Linked DNA regions of Sus scrofa: region 1 is linked to region 2. The links are chromatin contacts, called in public Hi-C maps. All regions are on one chromosome and are shown on one strand. Each heading gives the region's core, a stretch centred on a gene start, on an enhancer-like site or on the middle of the called end of the contact. The rest is flanking DNA. Distances are from core to core; before and after follow the strand shown. Region 1 holds the start of CCAR1 (cell division cycle and apoptosis regulator protein 1). Region 2 overlaps TET1 (tet methylcytosine dioxygenase 1).

Region 1 (5,050 bases), core at 70-2,569, 110 kb before region 2:
GCATATGAAACGTCCGATACGCAGTAAAAACATTTTACATCAAGAAGTTGACCAAAAGCATCTGATAGATGACATGAGGAGCTAACTTACAAGAAAGGCACTTCCTTCGGCGACTACAAACTGTCACATTTAAACAGAAGATCATCTGCTGCTATCTACCCAATTCTTAGCAATAAGAAGTAACACCGCTTTACGCAAGGAAATACAGCCTGCATGTGTCTTTTGGCCAAGAGCTGGGGACTGAAAGTGGCAAAACCAATAACGGAAATTGGGACGGAGACACAGAACAAAGGTATTCAAGAATATCATTTAAATAACGGACGTCTCCTTACTTTCAAGACTAGGGAAGGGTCTGGGGGCCCCTTTACCCTCCCTTCCCTCGATGGGAAAGACAGTTGAAATAACGGACGCCTCCTTAAAGCACTAAAACGAAGACCCCTCCCCCTCCCATCAAGCCAGAAGTGGCGAAGATCCCAGGCCGCGCCCCCATCCCCCCCTCCGCCTCCGAGAGGCCGGGGCACTGCTATCCATCTTTCTCCAGCGCTAGCTCCTCACGGGCCGCAGACCAGTGGAGGCGGAATCCTCCGTCCCGCGAGACGAAGCAAAACGCCAACAGGGGAATAGCGAGAGCTCTGAGCCCCTTAACATCCCCCGAGGAAAGGAGACGCGGAAAAGGCCTCCATCCCACAAATCCGTGCTACCACGAGCGGCCCCTGCGCCCCGGACCTGAAGCCGGGAGGCTAAAGCCGCAGCAGCTTGGGAACGAGAGACTGCAGTCAGCAGCCCCTTCAAGCCCTCCATGCCAAGGCTGAGGCTCGCCGGGGGCACCTGAGGGGCCACCGGAAAAAAGCGAGGCAGTGGGGGAGGGGCCGGCCGCGCGGGGCCTGCTCCGACCCGCACAAAAGGGACCGTGTCCCCTCCCGTCCCAGTCCCACGAGAGCCCCACCGTCGCTGGCCTATGGACGCCGTGCTACCAAAGCCGTCGCGCTCGGCCCTTCCGCGGATCCGCTAGGGCTTTAAAACCCCAGTTGGGCCGCCCGCCGCTCCAGTCGCGACGACCAGAGCTTCACCTGAATCCAGTCCCGGATAAGACCGAAGCCATTTCAAACCCGTCAGTTTTGGGCGCATGCGCCAACTTCCCCGTCTTCCTCCACGCCTCTCCCCCACCCAACTCGCCGAGGAGCGGCACTTACGGGCGTACGTTCTACGTGCGCGTTCCCCAGCTCGACTTCAATACGCTCACGGCTTTCGCTACGCCGGTAGAATTAGAGCGCGCCTAAGAAGGGTTACCTTGGCTTCGCGTAACAATGAGCCTGTGTCCCTGCGCAGGCTCAAAGGAAAAGGCTTTGCGAGTGGGAAGAACCGCCAGTCACGTGATCCGATGACCCTGTCGCCATTTTGTGTTTTTTTGTCTTTTTTAAAAAAATAATTCAAGATCTTTGAAAAATGCATATAAGCCTGACATCCTAACTTTTTAAAAAAACTGAGATGAAATTGATTTCACATATAATTCACTCGTTTAAGTGTTTTATATTGTATAGTTCAATGTCTTTTAGCAGAGTCATAACATTATGCACCCTCCACCTTAAAAGAAACCCCTACCCACGAAGCAGTCACTCCTTAATCCCTTCTCGCTGCAGCCCTAGGCAACCACTAATCGGATTTATCTCTATGGATTTGCCTATCTTAGACTTTTCATATTAATAGAATCATACTGACATATGGCCTTGTGTATCTAGCTTTTATAACTTACGATATTATGTCCAAGTTTCATGTTGTAGCACGCATCAGTACTTCGCTCCATTGTATGGGTAATACCACAATTTGTCCATTTGTCATTTGTTCATTTGGGTTGGTTCCACCTTGGGGCTGTTGTGAATAATGTTGCTATGAAGGGTCACATTTTGTTTGTACACCTGTTTTCAATTATCTAGGATTTATGCCTAGGAGTGGATTCTGGGTTACATGGTAATGTTCTACGTAACCTTCTGAGGAATTGCCAACCTGTTTTTTTAGTGACTAAACCAGTTTATATTCCCACAAGTAGCAAAATTAAGTGTCCATTCCATGAATATGGAATATCTTTCCATTTATTTAGGTCTTCTTTAATTTCCTTCAGCATGTATTGCAGATTTTGGAATTCCATTCTTTTTTTTTTTTTTTTCTCTTTTTTTCCCTCTTTTTAGGGCTGCACCAGAGGCATATGGAAGTTCCCAGGCTAGGGGTCAAATTTGACCTATATTTGACAGCCTATGGCACAGCCACAGCAATAGGGGATCCAAACCGAGTCTGCAACCTACACCACAGCTCAATGCAATGCTGGATAATTAACCCACTGAGTGAGGCCACGGATCAAACCTGAATCCTCATGGATCATAGTCAGGTTTGATACTGCTGAGCAAGGATGGGAATTCCCTGAGTTCAACTCTTGCATCTCCTTAAGTACATTTAATTCCTCAACTGTTTGTTTTTGTTTGTATTGTTTGCTGTTTTTTTTTTGTTTTTTTTTTAAGGGCCGCAGCCACAGCATATGGAAGTTCCCTAGCGAGGGGTCAAATCACAGCTGCAGCTACCAGCCTACTCTACAGTCACAGCAATGCACGATCCAAGCCATATCCAGGACCTACACCAGCTCATGACAACACTGGATTCTCAAACTACTGAGCAAGGCCAGAGATCTGAACCTACATCATCGTTGGATTCGTTTATGCTGCACCACAATGGGAAATCCTTGTTTTGTTCTTGGATGTTACTGTAAATGAAACTTTTTTTGGGGGGTCTTTTTGTCCTTTTAGGGCCACACCTGTGGCATATGGAAGTTCCCAGGCTAGGGGTCTAGTCAGAGCTGTTGCTGCCAGCCTACGCCAGAGCCACAGCAACCCAGATCCAAGCCGCGTCTGCAACCTACACCACAACTCACGGCAATACCAGATCCTTAACCCACTGAGCGAGGCCAGGGATAGAACATGAAACCTCATGGTCCTAGTAGGATTCGTTTCTACTGTGCCACAACGAGAACTCCCCAAGTTCATTTTTTGTTTTGGGTATGTTTTGTTTTGTTTTGTTTCCTGGCTGCACTCACAGCCTATGGAAGTTCCTAAGCCAGTGAGTGAACTTTCACCACAGCAGTAACCTGAGCCTCCACAGTCATAACACTAGATCATTAACCCACTGTACCAGAAGAGAACACCTTTACTTCACTTTTTGGATTGCTTATAGTTTATAAAAATGAAACTGAGGAGATCCCATTGTGGCACAGTGGAAACAAACCCAATTAGTATCCATGGGTGTTCCATTCCTGACCTTGTTCAGTGGGTTAAAGATCCTGCATTACCATGGGCTGTGGTGTAGTTCGAAGAGGCAGCTCGGATCCCCTGTTGCTATGACTGTGGCATAGACCTGCAGCTGCAGCTCTGATTGGACCCTTAGCCTGGGAAATTCCATATGCCATGAGAAAAAGAAAAAAAAAAGAATGCAATTGACTTTAGTATGTTGAACTTGTATTTTGCAACTTTGTTTAATTTATTAGTGGTGTGTGTGTGTATTCTTCAGGATTTTATATATATATATAAGATCATGTTATGTGTAAATTGAAATAATTTTACTTCTTCCGTTCCAATTTGAATGCTTTTTATTCCTTTTTTTTTCTTTCTTTCTTTTTTTTTTTTTGTCTTTTTAGGGCCGCACCTGCAGTATATGGAGGTTCCTGGATTAGGGGTCAAATCAGCTATAGCCGCTGACCTACACAACAGCCACAGCAAGGCCAGATCTGAGCCCTGTCTCTGAACTACACCAAAGCTCAGAGCAACGCCGGGTCCTTAATCAGATGATTAAGGCCAGGGATCGAACTTTCAACCTCATGAATGATAGTCAGATTCATTTCAGCTGAGCCATGATGGGAACTTCACTATTCAGGTTCTTAACTCACTGAGCCACATGGGAACTCTCAGATATGGGCCTTTTATTTTATTTTTCATTTATTTATTTTTTTGGCTGCATTTGTGACATGAGGAAGTTCCCAGGCCAGGGTTCAAACCCATGCCACAGCAGTAACACCACCAGATCCTTAACCCACCAGGCTATTAGGGACTCTGAGACTTTGGCCTTTTAAAAGCCTTTCCTGGAGTTCCCGTTGTGGCTCAGTTTAACAAACCTGACTAGCATCCCCGAGGACACAGGTTCGATCCCAGGCCTTGTTCAGTGGGTTAAGGATCCAGCGTGGCTGTGAGCTCTGGTGTAAGTCGCTGACTCTGCTTGGATCCTGCATTGCTGTGGCCGTGGCATAGGCTGGCAACTACAGTGCTCAACCCCTAGCCTGGGAACTTCCATATGCCACAGGTGCAGTCCCCCAAAAAAAAAAAAAAGCCATTCCCAATCTGAGATTATAAACTAAATTTTCTGGAGTTCCCATCATGGCTCAGTGGTTAATGAATCCGACTAGGAACTATGAGGTTTCAGGTTCGATCATTGGCCTTGCTCAGTGGGTTAAGGATCCGGGGTTGCCATGAGCTGTGATGTAGGTTGCAAACACGGCTCGGATCCCTCGTTGCTGTGGCTCTGGCGTAGGCTGATGGCTACAGCTCCAATTAGACCCCTAGCCTGGGAACCTTCATGTGCTGCGGGAATGGCCCTAGAAAAGGCAAAAAGACAAAATAAATAAATAAATAAAATTTTCTGAAAAATAAAAATACAGAAAATGATATTTTTCAGTGAGTGTAATGTGCAACGTATGGATACACAGTTCAACTCGGAGATTAGGTTGTATTGACATACTGATGGGGGATCCAGTAAAGAGAGTACAGTTACAGGAGAAAGAAGCAATGAGTCTCTCTTGAAGAAGTGAAGTCCTTAAGGCTAAATTGGACAGAAGCCAGAGGACACATGAAGGGATTAACCTTTGATGGGAGGAAGGATATTTCCTTCATTGAAATAGGAAGCAGAAGCTGGATGCAGGTGGAAGTAGATTTAAAAGCTTTTGCGGGGAGAAGAAAAGGATTTTTGCTCCATGGTTTCTAATTCTTCTCTGAAGAAAAAGGCAGTCAACATCTGA
Region 2 (5,113 bases), core at 1,393-3,892:
ACCATCCTTCCCAAAATGTGAATTTAGTTTTCTTAGCACCTCCTTTGGGGTTATATAATATTCTATATCTGCTCTAACTGTATTTTACACACATCAAGCTTAAAGCACTTCTACAGTGGAGCAGAGAAACATAGCTTTCTTTGAAGAAGAACAAAAACTATCACACCCAACAGAAAATTATAGAAAACATTTTAAAATACCAACACCAGGGGGGAAAAATTATTATTTTTTCCTTTTAGAGTATTTCCTTACTCTAGTACAACAACTCATCACTGCAGAGGAAGCAAGCAGCAACTTGATTCTGCTTGCTGTGGCACATGAAATTCAGCCACCCACAGGCACTTTTTTTGTTGTTTTGTTTTGTTTTCAGTTAGAGTCCATTGCCATGATTCAAAAAAGCAACACACAGTAATATTTACTTCTGAAATTTATTTCAGGTGACAGGACACCCACAGACTAACAAAATAAACAGAATTAAATAGTATTCCCAAAGCCAATTCTACCTCCTAGCAAAGGCAGGTGATGATTTAGCTACCAAGTTTAGCCCATATTAGTTTATTTATGCAGTCGCTGATCTTTTCTCCTATGCCTGCTTCCTACCCCCATTCTCCCAAATTTGAGAGCCATTTATAAGTTCAGGACTAAAACTATTTCCCACTTGAAGATTTCAAGACAAAATGATTGAGATGGATACACCCAGCACAGAGAGTGTAAAAAGAGATTAAGAAATATAATTAGAGATTTTAATGATATTCTTCTATAATTGGGGGATGGGAAGGAATTAAAAGGGGGGGGTGGTTTCAATATGCAGAAGAAAAACAGAGAAGGGTATAATTTACCTTGAAAATAACCAGTATTCTATTTGTCCAGGCCCAGTAAGAATTAGTGCCAAGCAATTTCATTCATTTCACAGTGCCTAGCACACTGATGACTATGTGGTAAATATTAAATAAATACTTGTTGGTTGATAAAAAAAAATGTACATGGCAATGCTGTGTGCACACAGGAAACAGAAACTCAAAGTGGTCAGACAAATTACAAAGCAATGCAGGGTTTGGTTATGCATGTCAATAACATTTTCAAGGTGCACAACTGAGGAAACAAATGAGATTAAAAACTGTGCTACATCTATAGTTCAAACATGTTGTTCCTCTCTGAGTGCCAAAACTTTATTTGCAAAAGAAAAGCTAAGATTAAAATATTTTTAATTTATATAGAAACAATATAATTTTAAAGACCAATCATTTTATTGCTTAATGTGTCTTCTTGAATTAAAAAGGTTGCTTGCTCAGGTTGCTTCCATTTATAATAGCAATATACAACTTGAAACCTTTAACACCTATGTGCTAAACTAAAGCTAGCTTTGAACTTTTAGTAATGCCATATGCTTTTAAATTAACCCTTTTAACTACTGTACAAAGCTCATGACACAAATGGCTAGCTTATAATTGAATTAAGTAACTACTAAATACTCATTAGGCAAACTACTGAAAATAAAAAAATATATGCACATTCCTAGAGCTCCTTGAATGCCAAAACTAAAGGTGATATAATGAGATTAAGCAATTGTAATTTGGCTGTAAAATCTCAATGGCTTACATATTTTAAGTTGAACTAAAACCTCCAAGAACCTTTTCCTTTGGAAAGAAAAATAACACATTTTAAAATAGTATCTAATGGAAGGTCTGTTAAAATCACAATGGATTATAGCTGTCAACTTTAAATAGTGTCTTTCTCCTTAAGAGCTTAAGTTTACACACTGGTGCAGCACCACAAATGCAGATGCTACAAAGGGAGCTACCAAAAAACCCACAAATTTTATTCACAACACTTTGCATATAAAGTTTTCCTTCTGCAGACTTGTGTGGAGTTGAAAATAAAGGATGCTAATATGCACATTATGCAGCACATCAAAAAAGAGAGAGAGAGAGAAAAAAAAACACTTTAGTTGAGTAAAAATTCATTAATCTACTGAAAATCCAGGAGAATTCACATCCACTACTCCAAATTTACCCCTAAGTGACAGAAAAATACTATATGAAATGGAAAAAAATAAATATGATTTAATCAATAGCTGATTACCTTTAAAACTTTGGGCTTCTTTTCCCTCTGGGGCCTCTTGTTTTCCTTTATAACCTAAAAAAAATCAAATTGCAAAATGAGCCTCCGTTTAAGAGAAAAAATTAGCTCCCACCCCCCCAAAATTTTTGGCTATTTCTCTATAAAACTACTTAGACCATCTAAAATCATCAACATGTTTGCTAGGCAGAACCTAAAGAGCTTATGTAAAATGTATATTTTAAAAGTCACTGAAAAAAAGCCTTGCATAAAGATGAAGTAGGGAAATACCCTTTTTTCCCCTTAAAGTCTGTCTTAATTAGCCTCTGCATTCTTCACAGCGAAGCCCACGAGGTAGCCATCTTGCTTGCTTCTGCAGAGGAAGCCTCTACAGTGGAACAGTTCTGCAAACTGCTTTTTGGTATTATTATCATGGTGTTTAAAGGCAGCCCTGGCCTGCCAGCACTGTAGACGTGCTGGGCATGCCTTTTGCAAAAACAGCCCCACAAAGAGTGCAGCCAATGGCAATGCAGAGCTTAGAAACTCCAAAGTGATCTCTGCCTAGCCTTCCTAGACAAAGGATCTCCTGTGCAGCTCCGCTCTCACCACAGGACACAGGCAGCCACAAGCTGCGACATGGAGTTCTCTGCAGAGGATCTGGTCGCGCCGAAATCACAGGAGGCTTCAGCAAAAACAATGCACACAAATCCCCCAGGTCTCCACCATCGGATCGATGGCGGAGTCTCCCTGATTAGTAACCTCTGGGTGGCTCCGAGGGCAGGTCTGCACGGGGTGGGGGGAGGGGTGCGAGGCCCTGCCTCCAACGTACAGGAGATATAACCGAGCTGAGGGGGGCATTTGGGCTTGCTGAAACTCTGGAAGGTATTGTGCATTTTTACTTTATAAGGCAAGGCTAAATATTGGCGATATTTAAGGCAGGGAGGTTATATGAGGACAGTGTAGGCTCAGCTGTTGGGCTGCGTGTCTCATTCCTCGGGAACCACACCTCTTTGCAGCAGGCGCTTTGCCCAGAAACACAGCAATTTGATTTCTGTCAATAAATGTCCAGTGACAAAGGCGGATTAAAAAATAATAATAAGGCCACTTAAAAGGAAAAGGACAGGCTGAGGACAAGGAGGGGGGAGGAGTTTTCAAAATACATTTGCCACTCTGAGTGGCTGGAGATTTCAAAAACATTTCTTTCTCTTGTTCTGGACATTTCTGATGACCTTCATCTCCCAAAGAAATCCATCCCTTCCAGAAGGCAGACTTAGACCTCTGGGGCAGAAGGGGCACTTTTGGCTCCTCTGTCTCCCAAGATCATCAATTGTCACTGAGCATCTCTCCACAGAGCTGCCAAGCAGGTTTCCACGTGGAGCCTGCCTGCGCACAGGCTGATGGTCAGACAGAGCCACTTACTTCCCAGAGATGGGGAGCTGAGCCAGCGGCGAAACAAGCAGCCACCCACAGTCACACACCTGGATGGCCCCCATGCCCAGTGGGTGGTAGGCACTGGGAGAGCCGGGCACCACAGTTGGGACTTGCCAGACCCTGGGAATGACAGAGCCAGAGGAGTTTAGCTCCCTCCCTTCAGTCTCCAGGACATGCAACAGTGGCAGCGGAGGAAGAACCAGGACAGCTGTTTGAGCTGGCAGGTCTCAAGGTCACTGCCAAAATGCAGTGCAGAGGCCAGTCACAGTCCCATCACAGCCACCTTGACAGCTGCACAGATCTTGGGAAGACATCCTCACAGGGCCAGAGTTTCAGCGGCACATTTGGGGGATTGGCAAGAGGGCCTCTCTGGCTGCTCAGCCAAAGATAGGTTTTCCACTTGCAGTTGGATTCAGAACAGATTCCCACAACCAGAAATCAGGAACAGAGTGAGGGCCGGAAAGCCTGTATTTCATCACCCTTGATTCCCAGACTTTCGGTTTGCCACAAAAGCACGCTTCTCTTGTTGGAATGGGAAGTGCAACATGTATTGTTTTCCCACTTTAAACTACCTCTCCCTCATGCACCCACCCTCAAACTTTTTAACAAATGTGAGAAACATGCAAAACCAGTGGATCCTAACCTCACCACATCCACCATGGCAACTTCAAGTACACTGAACCCACACTAAAAAGCTCTCTGCGGGGGATAAAGCAATCATGAAATAGGTAGAAAAACAGGACCAAATACAAGTTTTGAAAAATGGATGCAAGACCTTTTAACCCTACATTTTTCTCTGTAGAGATTTTTGCATGTATGTTAAAATACACATGACATTAAATTTGCCATTTCAACCATGTTTAAGTGTAAAATTTAGTAGCATTAAGTACATCCACGATGTTGGGCAACTATTACTGCTTTCCATTTCAAAAGCCTTTTCATTATCCCAAACAGAAACTCTGTGCCCATTAAACAGTTTACCTTCTCCCAGCACATGCTAACTTCTGTTCTACTTTCTGCGTGTATAAATTTGCCTATTCTAGATATCTCATAGAAGTAGTATCATACATTATTTGTTCTTTTATTTTTTTCTCATTCTGGCCACACCTGTGGCATATCGAAGTTCCTGGGGCAAGTGGCTGAATCGGCGCTGCAGCTGCTGTCCTACACCATAGCCATCTGCAACCAACGCTGAAGCTTGTGGCAATGCCAGATCCTTGCCCCACTGAGCAAGGCCAGGGATCAAACCAGCATCCTCAAGAACGCTATGTTGGGTTCTTAACCTGTGGCAGTACAATGGGAATTCCTATTTGTTCTTTTATGTCTGGCTTATTTCACTTAGCATAATGTTTTCAAGGTTTATCCATGCTATAAGATGTGTAAGAATCTCTTTCCTTTTTAAGGCAGAATAATATTGGGTATATGCACAACATTTTGTTATTCATTCTTCTGTTGATGTACTTTTGGGTCATTTCCACTTTTTGACCATTGTGAATAATACTGCCTTGAACATGGGTATATAAGTATCTACTGGAGTCCTTGCCTTCAATTCTTTTGAGTATATGCCTAGGAGAAGAATTGCCGGATCATATTACAGATCTGTTTAATTTTTTTTTTTTTCTTT

The links. A called contact is a pair of places that touch in the nucleus more often than the background predicts.
Region 1: a contact with region 2 is called in a Hi-C map of skeletal muscle, with 4 times the contacts expected there. The contact joins the promoter of CCAR1 here to the enhancer-like site in region 2. A contact is called at or near these places in 6 of 47 Hi-C or Micro-C datasets (brain, embryonic fibroblasts, epiblast stem cells and 2 more) and 1 of 2 datasets of contacts at active chromatin or transcription factors (skeletal muscle).

What each region holds. Positions count from the first base shown.
Region 1 is chr14:71,823,778-71,828,827 of Sscrofa11.1, reverse strand. CCAR1 (cell division cycle and apoptosis regulator protein 1) reads right to left here and starts at 1,319. Exons shown (of 25, transcript XM_021072498.1): 1 at 1,194-1,319.
Region 2 is chr14:71,710,675-71,715,787 of Sscrofa11.1, reverse strand. All of the region lies in intron 1 of TET1 (tet methylcytosine dioxygenase 1), which reads right to left. Among named protein-coding and RNA genes, the nearest start is that of TET1, 38 kb to the right of the region's middle. Within about 2 kb of position 2,642, at least 72 of the 83 cell types and tissues checked have an H3K27ac peak or open chromatin away from gene starts, as enhancers often do. A contact at or near this core is called in brain, embryonic fibroblasts, epiblast stem cells and 1 more, where this site is marked.